3 separate regions of the Sus scrofa genome follow, and all the other regions are linked to region 2. A link is a contact called in public Hi-C and HiChIP or PLAC-seq data. All regions are on one chromosome and are shown on one strand. Each heading gives the region's core, a stretch centred on a gene start, on an enhancer-like site or on the middle of the called end of the contact. The rest is flanking DNA. Distances are from core to core; before and after follow the strand shown. Region 1 overlaps ZCCHC2 (zinc finger CCHC domain-containing protein 2). Region 2 holds the start of KIAA1468 (lisH domain and HEAT repeat-containing protein KIAA1468 homolog). Region 3 holds the start of PHLPP1 (PH domain leucine-rich repeat-containing protein phosphatase 1).

Region 1 (4,092 bases), core at 112-2,611, 350 kb before region 2:
AGCAGCCCCCAAACTACAGCCCATCTTCCAGATACCTCAGTGCACTTTAGGAAATCAAAAATTACCTGGAAGCAATTTAGTACATAGATTGGCTTTAAAAAACCTTTTGTTTTAAACAGCAGCATTAAACTTAGTGACATGACACTGACATGATTAATACCATCTTAACACACTCAAAATTCAGTCTTTCACATTATAACCAAGCATAGTGGTAAACTGTTATAAAAGTGACTTTGCTACGAGAGACAGGTTAGGGAACAAATAAATACCTGACTTTTGGAGAAATGCAGAGCTTCTGTTCAGATTGCAATAAGCCGTACACATTTTAGACACAACGTAACACTGTAACAGGTGGTATAGGAAAAGGAATCTTGACTCAAGTGTCTCTTTTCGGTGACACAGTGGCAGACTACAGGTAATTGGCTGTTGACTTTCATTACAAACACAAACACACGGAAGAACCACACTCACACTAGTTTGTTCACTTTATGTCTCTCTGAAGCAACAGGCTAAAAAAGTATGATGAAGTAAAAAGTCTGTTTTTTAAGAAAAATCTCTTTGTCCACTTCCTACATCATATTTTCTGTTTCATATGGTTTTACTTCTTCCTTTCTCTTCCACTTATTTTAGTTTTATTTGGACAAGCGCTGCATATATGTATTTATGTGGTGCTGTTTATTACATATATACACACTATTTGGGGAATTTTATTTCTCCCTTACAATTAAGGTAAAATATTTTATTTACCCTCAGTTTATATGCAGAGTAGTTTACAAAGTGTGGACAATGCAATGCCAACCACTCCTGCAGCCACTGGAAAGAGTGAGGGTGGGGGAGAAAAGTGGAGTTCAGGGCAAAAGTGATAAAAGCTGGGGAAGAAGCAAAGTTTTTTTTTTTTTCAAAACCATATGACTGTCACCAGTGTTATAAAAAAAAGGTCAAATACAGTTTTAAAGATTCAGTAAACATTGCACACAGCAAGTATTCAGTGTAAAAAAAAAAAAGCACGCATCAACAATTTCCTTTTGATAGTTTGTCTGGATGTTTAAATTACATGTATCATACAGATAAGCCTGTTGTTGAACCAGGAGACCAGAGGCTCAAAAGCAATGCATTCTTTTTTGTTTTGGACGTCGGGACAAGAGAAATGACAAATCCCAACTGCATGGAAATCTAGGAAATGTATAGACAAAGAAACACAAGCAAAATACCTTTCCTTTCCTCCCCTCCACACCCCAACCATGACTCCCCACACTTCAGTGTATTAAGTAGGCAAGCTTTACTTGTTTCAGTCTGCAGAATCCAACGTATCATTAGAAGGGGGGAGGGGAGGTGCGTATCTCAGTCTGTAAGTGCCTAAAACGGGAAAGACAGAACTGCTAAGTCACTGCGTACAAGGCAATGCATCACAAACCACTACAAGATATCAAAGGGGCCTGCTCCTCCGGCAGCTCCCACTGCACTACTGCGACTCCCCAAGGGTCAATAAAGTGACTCAAAAAGGAATAGGAAGTTTGTGCTTTAAGTTCAACCGAAAGCTTCCCAACTCAATTCTCCTTTAAAAATGTCAAGCACACACTCCCAATTTAAGACTTTTTTTTCCTGTGTAAGATCTGGCAAAATGACAAAGCATAATGGGGGAGTGAAAGGTAACAGTTTGAGGTCTACACTGAAATTGATATCTTCCTCATACTCATTTATGAACAATTTCTTTACTCTGGTGCTAATAATATTAAACTTATTTCAAATTTCCTTCCTCCCACAACCGGTGCTTAAATACTTTGTTCCTTAAAATGTAATAGCATTTTTTAAAAAAAGTCTGCTGGGAAGGAAAAATGTAGCCTGGGGAAAACGCATGAGGCCAGCTGGTTGTGAACAAATATACTCAAATAACTAAAAATCTTTCGTCAGACTATATCACTTCCTAGTTTTTCAGTATTTAAAAACTTGGTTTATTCCATGAAATCAGATTGTAGCTTTAAAAAAAAAAGTGCTGCTAGTAAGAGATTTGCAAATTCCCACTATATTCCTTAAAAAGTGCCTTTACGGTTTATTCCTTAATTGGAAACTGAATTTCTTTGAACTTCCCTGTGCCTCGTGACCTGGGTCTACACTAGGTTTCACCATTTGCATTTTAAGATTTGTCACTGAAAGCACAACATCCGTAAACGAACACACAACAGCTCTTTCTGCTACAACAGATTCACCGTGATCAGTAAGGGAGGGAGAAATGGGCACATCAAAAACAAGTCCTCTGGGAGCTCTCATGATTACCTTGTTGACTGGCCTCCATGGACGACTGCTTACACTCCTGCGCATAGTGTCCGCTTACACCACAGTTGTAACATGAAACGTTCCCATTCTTCTTGGGCCCCGAACCACTTGTGTTGGCAACTACGCTAGGTGGATACACGGGATAGAATCTCCCAAATCCTGCCATCTGCTGCATGCCATAGCTGGCTTGGCTCCCCATGACTGGGTCGTGCACCAGTCCGTTTGCATATGGAGTCTGAGGCAGAAAAAAAGGAAGTTGGTTTCCATTGCTCTGATGTGCTTGGTTGAGGTAGCTGCCATTGCAGATGGATGGCAGGGTAAAGAATGACGGGACTCGGTACATTGGTCCGGGCATCGGATTAGGGTAATAGTAACTATTTAGCTGAAGGTTTCCATTGGTCCCACAGCTGCACCTTCGCCCACAAGAACCACAAGGACCTGAGCCCACCTGCTGTGGTGGCAATATCGTCCCGTTAGCGTTCGTGTTGCCCACGGCACTGATGTATGACGTGCTGTCGCTCTGAGCTGTGCTGTGGGTCAGAGCAGGGCTCGGGCTGGGCGCAGGGCCGGGGGTGTGGGTGGGAACAGCAGGGGGGACAGTCGCCTGGGCCTGGCTGATGCCGGTGCCAGCGGACGGCACGGACGTGGCAGCTGTGCTGAGCACGGTGGAGCTCTGGCTGGGTAGCACGCCGGCGGCCAGCGGGGAGCCCGGCAAGGTGTAGGAAGCTGGTGGCTGTGCGGCTGAGAGGCCGGCTGCTGGGAGAACTACCTTCACATTGGTAGGCTGAGGGACTGGCCCCGTGTTTCCCTCAATTGGAGGCACCATTTGATTTAGTCCGACCACCTGGGATGCAGATTTGGTGATGGGGTCCGTGGTAGCGACAGGGGATCCTGGAAAACTACCGGGGCTGTGGACAGGAATAAAGGCAGTGTTTGGTGACCCGACACTCAGGCTCCCAGTTGGCTGCTGTGGGATGTTAACTGTGCAGCCCTCGGAAGATCCCTGTGGCGGTGGCAACTTCAGCCTCTGAATGGTTAGGTGCAGAGCAGGAGCACTACTGTGTGGAAGGAACGTTGATGGAATAGGTAGTGGGGACGCCAGCAATTCAAGGTGTTTTTCTGATTCTGCAGTAGAAGCTGCCGGCCCGAGTATTCCCACAGGGGTTGAACTGGACTCCCGGATTGCAGAAATAGCAACAGGACTGGGAACAAGCATACCTAGCGTTTTGCCATCAGCAGATTTGGGTGGAGGGATGACAACCTCAGACTTCTGGGCACCGTTGTGCATGACACAGTGTAAAGCTGGCATAAAAGAAATATGCTGATACTTGGGCGAGTTTAAGGGATCTTCTAAAAGGTTTGCATTGTCATTTCCTAAGGAAGCAATTTGAACAGGTGGCTTGACAGGGACAGTCTGGTTGACAGAACCATAACCTGTAAACCTGGTTGTTGACGGATTTCCGGAATCCTCAGAATTGCTGTCTGTGTCTGAGGAAAACAAATATAAACAGATGTTAACACGAGCATAACGTCCCATCTATCTAAAATGAACTCTGAAGTTGAGAACTAATAAGTCTGTCACTCAGCTTCCTGACTACCAAGCTGAACTACTTTTAATTTTTGAATTTTATTTTATAACTATGGAGGTTCTGGCATGCAAGACTATGGAGACGATAAAAAGATGAGTGGTTGCCGGGGTTCAGGAGAGAGATGAATAGGCAGAGCACAGGGCATTTTCAGGGCAGTGAAAATACTCTGGATGATGTTACAATGATGGATATGTGGCACTATATATTTATCCAAAGCCACTGAAAGTAC
Region 2 (4,353 bases), core at 824-3,323:
GGGCAACCATGAGGTTGCAGGTTCAATCCCTGGCCTCGCTCAGTGGGTTGAGGATCTGTTGCCATGAGCTGTGGTGTGGGTCACAGACGCGGCTTGGATCTGGCATTGCTGTGGCTCTGGCGTAGGCCGGCAGCTGCAGCTCTGATTAGACCCCCAGCCTGGGTACTGCCATATGCTGCGAATGCAGCCCTAAAAAGACAAAAGACAAAAAAAAAAAAAAAAAAAAAAATCTGTTTAGGATTTACCTTAAAGGAAAATGCACTCCTTGAACTTTCACTACTACATCTAAGTTAGGCAATCTAAATCTCTGGCACTATTCAAAAGTATAGACAAAAAATAATCAATTAGGCTACAATTTAAAACGTGTATATTTAACATTTATTAGTAAATTCCAATTGGCCTCACATAACACACTAAAACATCTCATACCATTAGTAAGGTAATATCTAAGATGCCTCTCAAAAGGGGGTTGCTGGGAACCTAGTATACATCCTTGATGGCACGTTTTAAAGCCATAAGAAATGCTTATAAATAAATGATGAATGAGGTAGATGATTACTGTACACTGCTAAAAATGACTATAACAAGGGAAAAAAAGTTAATTCCTAACTTAATGTAGAGAAGAAGGCCTGTGAGCTGGTGAGCTGCAGATACACTGCAGGTAGATAGAATTTGCCCGCCCTCCACCCTAGGCTTCCTAAAATTCTGGAAACCTACTGAAATTACGGAACTGAAATGGAATTAAATTGAGTTTATTTAAACAGAAAAAATTTTACCAGCAAAAAACCTAACTTTTAAGTAAGTCATCCTAAAGACAAAAGGTCTTCAAGTGGATCTGACTTTAAGGGCTAGCAACATTTCCTATTCTTTTCCCTCTTGATTCTGAGTCAAATAATTACTGCGAACAATTAAAGGAACACTTTTTCCTGGTAGTGGTGATTCAGGAGATTGTCGAAAATGGAAAAATGATTAAAGCGATAAACCAGGTTGCAAAGAAGTCTTTCTGGAGTCACGTAAAGCCAGTGAACTGGAAACTCTGGATAATTAATAGATACACACCAAGAGCGGAGCCAGGAGCAGGTGCAAGTCCAGCCAAGAGTTGGAGGCGGGCAGAGAACAGTCACTGCCATATCCTTTTGCTTCCACCACGAAAGACTACCCCCAACCCGAACCGTCTCTCTCTGAAACGTCCCTAATACTCAGTACCCGCCCAGAGGTACCCCCTCCTCCACAAGAACCTCTTACAATCCCAACTGCCCAGACAAGAGGCAGGCTGCTTTCACTTACTGAGCTGTCCCCCACCCGATGTCGTACTCGGCTCCCGACCTCCTGCGCCTCCAATGCCAGCTGCTCCAGGGATTCCCGGCGCCCCCATCCCAGGCGGGGTCCCACTCTGCCTCTCGAAGTTACCAGGATTGGAGAAGTAGTCGCGCAGCCGGGGCAGCTCGCGGCCGCTCTCCAACAGCTCCGTGTGCAGCTCCAGGGCTGTCAGCAAGTATTGATCGCGCAACAGCTGAGCCGCGATCGCATCAATTGACAATCTGGCGGGGGTCTCCCCGGTGCTCCCTAGTGTCACTGCAGTCGCTGACCCCTCCCCAGGGAGCCCTGGTCTTGCACTGCTTCCTAAGGCCACGGGATCCTGGGGCGATAGCGAGTCTGCAGAGCCAGGATCTAGGCCGCTCCCAGAACTGAGCCTAAGTCCTGCCCGCCGCTCGTCGGTCGCTGAAACCTCGTCGTCGTCCTCGTCTGAATCGCTGAGGAATGGATTCACGCCGCCGCCACCACCTCCAGGCGCCATCGCCGCCATCTTACACTGTCAGGAGTGTGGGCGCCTCCCTGTCTGGATCAGACAGGCCGCAGCCTGAATTCCAGCTAAGCTTGAGCAGGCACTGTGCACCTCCACAGCCCCGGCCTCACTAGGTCCCGCCTCCTCACCTGGAGACAAGGCCCAGGCTCGGAGGCAAATGGTCCGGATGCAGCGCAGTAGCAACAGCAGCAGCCGCTGCCTTAGCAGCAGCTGCACCAGCAGCCGGGCTCTGCAGGCGTCTTCCTGGTCCCCAGTCTCGCGAGAAATGGCGCGGGCCCTGCCCCTCTTTCTGCCCCAGCCCCGCCCCTCCCCGCCCCGCCCGTTCTCAACCCCAGCCAGCAAAGATTGGGAGCCCCGCTCCCAGCTCAGAGGCAAAGCCCCTCCCCCACTCCTATTTTATTGGCCGATGGAGGGGGGCGGGGACTGGAGTTACGGAGTACGGGCCCAAGAATTATCGCGAGAGCAGCTCTGGTCAGGTAAGTATCGGGGGCGTTCCACGATAAGGGGCAGTTATGACGGTGGCCTAGGAACGTTCTCTTGGCTTTCCTTTCGGGGACCTAGGGGAACTCTGCTACAGAGCTGGATCGGCCTTCGCGCTGAGAAGACCTCATTCCTGAGATCAGGCCTCACCTGGATAAGCCCAGGTAAAGTCAGGGGACTAGAGAGGAGAGGTGTGGTGGTTCTGAAGCTGGCCTCACGGCCTCTGACGCGCTGCTTCACTTTTCCTTAGGATACTTCGCTTTTTCTTACTGTGTGCTGCTAATGACATGTTCTCCGCAAGTGTAGCAAGTGCCCAGGGCAGGGGCAGCAGTCTGAATGTGGCTTCTGTTCCTTGCTTTCTCACCTTAGGCCTGGGGACCGCCTACTTACCACCGAGTTAGAGGTAGAGCGGTATGCGGTAGGGTGAGGGTATGGGAGGTGGAGGGAGTAAATAGAAGACAGAACTCAAAGGTTTGGTTGGGTAAAGTTATATTCCATTGAAGCAGTAAAGTATCTCCTTTAGCTCTGTGAAAAAATACAAATAGAGTATTCTTTCATATCCTTAGGGCACGTTATTGGTTCATGTAAATGTATGCCAACATTTAAATGTAGGCTTAATTTCAGTTTACCAGACTCGGTAAACTAAAATTTCATTGGAGTGAAGTTTTGGGTTTTTTGTTTTGTTTTTGGTAGAAGTGTTTTGATGTTGTTAGTAGTAAGAATTTGAAGTATTTTTTGAATAGAATATTAGCTCCTAATGTTTGAATTCTAAATTGTTGTGTGTCTGCCATATATTGAAGAAAAGCATGGGGAAAAAAATCCCAGATCTTAGGGAAATTATGTCAAAATAGGCTACGCGCTGTCCTGTTACATATTTCTTAGCAAAAAAGATTGCTGATCCTCATTGTAACTAAGTTTGTCAGAGAGATTGAAAATGGAACCAATGTAATGGAGGAATGGTAGGGATTAGGGAATGTCATGGAAAGGGCATGATTAGAAATGGATTGGCTATATACAGCATTTCCATGTCTGTAATGCGGCATTTTAGAAATCTTTTGTATTTAAGGTCCCTGCACTTAGAGTCCTCCCTTCAAGGATTATGCTTATTGAGCTGAAGAGCCTAAAGCTCATATCCCAGTTTTGGCAATTATTTGCTGTGAGACTTTAAAATTAGAGTTCCTTAATTCTCTCAGCTTCATCTGTCAAGGGGATACTCTGAAAGTTCACAGAATTAGGAATATGCTTGTCACAGTACCTGGTGCCTAGTATACAATAAATCTGTCGTTATAGTCAGTTATCAATTAATGTAATATTAGTATATATTGTGAATATTTGACAGGTTTTTAAAAATAAAGCAAAGCAAACCCAATGTCAAGTGTTTAGTAACTACAGCCAGAAAAAGCAGTCAAGTTAGTAGGCCCCAAAGGGACTATCTTTAATATAGGGTCTGATTTCTAGAATGAAAGTTGAAAATAGATTTAAAATGTATTTCCTCAGAGAGTTGTCAAAAGTTGTATGTAGAAGTTCTTCCATGATTGACTTCCTAAAACACATCAGTAGTTTCCTGAGTCTATTTTGTATCCTATAATCATGGACTTGTTTACCTTCCAACCCCATAACAAATCAACTGGCCATACTTCTCAGTAAGTACTTTTCTTTTCCACAGTACATAGAGGTTTACTTATCAATTTAAAATGTTTAAGAAATAGCCCATACCAGAATATTAATAATTGCTGATCTCCACTTAAAATAATTTGCTGTTAATATTGTTGGGAAATTTTCCTTCTGCTTAGCAAGATTTACATTAATCTAGATCTTTACAGCTAATGTTTCATTGAATAATCAGAATAATCGTTGAAGTTTCTATTTTAGTGATGAAAATATAAAAGCACTTTTTCAAACATGTCAGTCATGTTCATATTGTATAAGTTTTTTTTTTTTTTTTTTTTTTTTTGGTCTTTTTGCCATTTCTTGGGCTGCTGCCGTGGCACATGGAGATTCCCAGGCCTGAGGTCTAATCTTAGCTGTAGCCACCAGCTTACACCAGAGCCACAGCAACGCAGGAT
Region 3 (4,154 bases), core at 744-3,243, 450 kb before region 2:
AGGCCGAGCAGGAGGCTGGGAGACCGGCAGCGCTGGGGGAGTACGAGGCGGCAGCCGCGGACGACGACGACGACGACGAGGAGGACGACGACGAGGACGAGGCGGCGGCTGCCGCGGACAGATTCCTCTTCAGCCGCCCTCTCCGCAGCAGCAGGGAGTTGGCACCGCCACCGGCCCCGGGCACCGGGGCAGCCCCGCTGGCGGTGGGCTGTGGCGCGCCCCGCCGCCTTCTGCGACCCGTGCCTCCCGCCCGGCTAGGCAGCGGCCCCGGCTGCGCCTCGCCGGGGGCCTCGTCCCGCGCACCGCCGCTCGGGGCCGCCAGGGTCAGCGCGGGCTCCGTGCTCCGGCCGCCCCCGGCCCCCGCCGCCGCCGCCGCCGCCGCCGCCGCCGCCGGAGCCTGGTCCTCCCTGCTGGTCTCTGGGAGTCGCTGCGCCGTAGCCGCGGCGGCGGGCTCCATTGCAGTGGGGCTTCGCGCTTCCCCCCCAGCTCCGGAGGCAGCGGGCGGAGAGCGAGGCGGGGAGGCGAAGGTGGGAGACGGCGGCGGAGCGGGGAGAAGTGAGAGTCCAATGGCGTTCGGCACGGCCGTTCCAGGGGATTATGTGGCAATTCGGAGCATTCCGTCGGTGTCTCGGTGTTCCATCCCGCGCGCGCGCCCGCCCGCTGGCCTCACCGCCACCGCCCCCCCCACCACCACACACACACACACACACACACACACACACACACACACACACACACGCCCTCACACACACACGCCCTCCCCGCCCCGGTCGCGGGCTCCCCAGCGTAGGCCCCGCCCGTTCCCCCACCTCACCCTGGATAACCAGCCTCGAAATGGGCTCATTGAATATTAATCACGTGCCGGGAGCGGGGAGGCGGGAGGCGGGCGGGGCGGGAGCTCCTCGGGGTCTTCATGAATATGCATCGCCTGCATGACGGCATTCCAGAGAGGATAGGGGAGAGCAGAGGACGGCGGCGAGGCGGGGCTTCAGGGTAAACAAACGTGACGCGTGCGTAGAGGGCGGGGCTGAGGGGCAGTTTCCCGGGAGGTTCCTGCGCGGGCCTTAGAGAAGGGGCGGTGCCAAGACAGGGGCGCGCAGTGCACCTTGGGAGTTGTGGTTCTGGCGCGCTGATGGATGTGCCCGAGGGGAACGTGGCGAACTACAAACCCCAGAGATCCTTAGAGTAAGTCCCTCCTTGCAAACAGCAGCTGGCGATGGACAGTGGGTATTGTGCCCTCTGCTGTTGAACTCGGTGGTCGGAATGGTCTTGTTCATAAACTTATATCTAACCCGCCTACTCTCACTCCCCAGAGACTTTGTTTTTTTCCTGCTAATTGAAAGAGGACTTTGAGGAACTCTGAACTGTACGAAGGTCCCAGGTCCTTTGTCTTCACCTCCACCACCCATTGTTAAATACACATCCACAGCACAAGATAATTGGCAGTCAAAGCCAACCCTATTTACCCCCCCAAGTATTCAAGGCCAGGGAAGATAGGCAGTGTCAGCAAATTCTAACTTGGACATGCTTTGAACGTGCCTGGTGGAAATCGTGCAACTCCGAGCCGATCCTACATCTGAGGAGAAAAAAGGCAAGGGGCTGGGATCTCACTTTTCCCCATTGATCTTAAGGTCTGAAGTAACTTCATGACAGAGAAAGTGATTAAAAGTATAGGAAACGTTGGAATGGAGACACGGTGGAATAGGAGATGGGCAGGTCCTGTGTGTTCTTAAAGTTTTCTTTTTTTCTTTCAGTATTCAGAAAAAAAAAAATATCTTCTACGGCTACAGTGTTTAGTTGTAAGCTGCATTCTCTGTCAGTTAAAACAATATTTTAAGTAACTAGGGTAGCTTATTTTTAAAAAGAATTTAGTAAACCGTTTAAATTGAATTACCATTTCTCCATACGGTTTTATAAACTGAGTTTACTACGCATGCGCCTTTTTCAACTGCATACTATCCGGAACCTGCCTTAATTTCATTAAAGTTACTAAATTTGGGGATGAGTTGGGGATAGGGGCGGGTGTTGAGGAAAAAGGAAGGGAAAGAAAGAGAGGGAAGGAGAAAGAGAGAGAAACTGGAAATTGTAGCTCAAAGAACAAACTAATAAGCGCAGGGAAAGTTGTACTTAGATAATCTACACAGTTTCAGTGAACAGGATGAAAAATAAGTATCGATTCTTGAAGTTCCTGAAAATGATTTTCTATGTTTTTATTTTGAATGAATTTCCATATTTTTCTATTCTATATTTCCTCTTGTCCTCATGAAACTAATAATTATTCCATTTCAATTCAATCAACAGCACAAAGTTACATTTTTTAAATTAGGGAGAATGCAAATAATTATAAACATATGCCAGGAATTCTATTACAGCAGTTGAATAAATCAGATACTGTCCTTGCCTTCATAGAGCTTACACATAAGGAAGAAAGACATTCAACAGTGAGAGGGATGTAGAGGAGGGAAAAATACCAGATTCCATACGAAGCAGCAAAAATAAAACAAGGGGAACTAACCTAGTCTGGGAAGTCCAACAATAGAGACTTCACTTTGGATAAAATTTTATGGAATGAGTGAAACTGATTGCTTGCTGAAGGATCAGTGTCTGAGAGACAGTAAAGAGGCAGAGAAAGAGGTAACATTAAAGATGAATTTCAACTGCACCAATGCATTCATTACCTTGAGTAGCACATAACCCAAACTATCCTAAAAATGAAAAAAAAAATGGTATTTAAATTTAGCCTTCCTTTTAAAAGGTTTAAAAAAACAAAGAGCACATTCAGTTTCAGTACTAAAACATGGACTATTTATATTTCTTTATATTGGTTAGTTCCTTAGTTGATTTCCAATAAACCTCTTTTTTTCTGTATTCAGAAATATATATTAACTCCCATATATTTGCTTTCTAGAGTTATATTTATTCAGCTAATGTAACAAACTCAAGGAAGTTTGTTCTAATTGTAAATACTGTAATCATTGGCACAATGTCCATTTGCATCCTCTCTAAGAAATTATAACACTGTACTCAATCTAACTCCACATTCTGTTGTTTAGCTTTACACAGTTGCCACAATGCTGCCCTTTTTGCCTCTAGGAATTTTGTTTACGCTTAAATTTATAACCAAAAAAAATCCCCCAAGGGGGAAAATGAAAGTAAAAACATTGCCTGGAGAATTTAGTATTCAACATATTAGAGGGGGAGGAGCTGGAGAGTCATCATGCACACCTGTTAGACTTGGTTTGAGGGATTACAAAATTGGCAGGAGGAAGGGAATAATGAATAATGTTAAGGTATCTCAACACGAAGAAAAAGGAAATATATTCCAGCCTCAGAAAATAATGAGTTTGGTTTGGGGGGAGTTTTTTGGTGAAGAGGAAGAATGCAGAATATAATTTTTAGAATATAATAAACTATTTCAGGCTCAGTGACACTCATCTGAAAAACATCATATTTGCTTGTATCTAAAATAACAAAAACCAGAGTTGAAGAAAGAGCAGAAGAACAAGCGTTCACAGTGTGATCCATCCTTCATTTTACCTCCAAACCTTCAATAAATTAACTAAACTTGGGGGTTAGAGGAAAGAGAGAAAGAAAGAAGAGTTCATAAAAAATAGACAGTCCAGGAGTTCCCACTGTGGTGTAATGGGATCACTATGACGCAGCTTCCATCCCCAACCCTACATAGTGGGTTAAGGATCTGGTGTTGCCACAGCTGTGGCTTTAGTCACAACTGCAGCTTGGATCTGACACCTGACTGGGGAATGGCATCTGCCAGGGGCAGCCAAAAAAGAAACAAATAAATGTCCAAAAAATAAAAATAAAAACAAATTTCAAAAAAAAAGGATAGACAGTCCCTTGGACACCAACTGGAACCTCGTAGTTGAAATAACAATGATAAGGGCAATGAAACTTGTTTGCTAGTATCATGAAACATCATCCAGACCATCCAAGCCAACCTACACTGTACAGTTTCTCTGAACAAGAAAAGGATTTCAGTTAGGGACAAATATTTTCCAGATAGTGGCTTCTCCTTCCTGAAAGCAGAGTGGAGAATAGGCCAATATCTTGAAACCAGGTAACTCACAAACAAGCCCCCCTCCCAATTTAAAATTTTCCAAATATACAATCTAATAACACATTTCTGACTAGCCACA

Evidence for each region. Hi-C and Micro-C count contacts between places; a contact is called where the count stands out from the background. HiChIP or PLAC-seq counts read pairs in DNA pulled down with a chosen protein or histone mark.
Region 1: a contact with region 2 is called in an H3K27ac HiChIP or PLAC-seq map of alveolar macrophages. The contact joins the enhancer-like site here to the promoter of KIAA1468 in region 2. A contact is called at or near these places in 3 of 5 promoter capture datasets (fetal liver, fetal skeletal muscle and liver), 4 of 47 Hi-C or Micro-C datasets (embryonic fibroblasts, omental adipose tissue, retroperitoneal adipose tissue and 1 more) and 2 of 2 datasets of contacts at active chromatin or transcription factors (alveolar macrophages and skeletal muscle).
Region 3: a Hi-C map of skeletal muscle shows a contact between it and region 2, with 2.8 times the contacts expected there. The contact joins the promoter of PHLPP1 here to the promoter of KIAA1468 in region 2. A contact is called at or near these places in 4 of 47 Hi-C or Micro-C datasets (embryonic fibroblasts, heart right ventricle, liver and 1 more).

Annotation. Positions count from the first base shown.
Region 1 is chr1:158,965,525-158,969,616 of Sscrofa11.1, forward strand. It overlaps ZCCHC2 (zinc finger CCHC domain-containing protein 2), which reads right to left. Exons shown (of 14, transcript XM_021099630.1): 13 at 2,275-3,762; 14 at 1-1,356. The coding sequence ends at 1,289. Among named protein-coding and RNA genes, the nearest start is that of ZCCHC2, 55 kb to the right of the region's middle. Within about 2 kb of position 1,362, at least 6 of the 83 cell types and tissues checked have an H3K27ac peak or open chromatin away from gene starts, as enhancers often do. A contact at or near this core is called in alveolar macrophages, fetal liver and subcutaneous adipose tissue, where this site is marked.
Region 2 is chr1:159,315,602-159,319,954 of Sscrofa11.1, forward strand. KIAA1468 (lisH domain and HEAT repeat-containing protein KIAA1468 homolog) reads right to left here and starts at 2,074. Exons shown (of 29, transcript XM_005654481.3): 1 at 1,288-2,074. The coding sequence starts at 1,807. It overlaps PIGN (GPI ethanolamine phosphate transferase 1), which reads left to right and starts at 2,133. Exons shown (of 28, transcript XM_021099782.1): 1 at 2,133-2,283.
Region 3 is chr1:158,861,650-158,865,803 of Sscrofa11.1, forward strand. It overlaps PHLPP1 (PH domain leucine-rich repeat-containing protein phosphatase 1), which reads right to left and starts at 1,994. Exons shown (of 17, transcript XM_021099624.1): 1 at 1-1,994. The coding sequence starts at 457.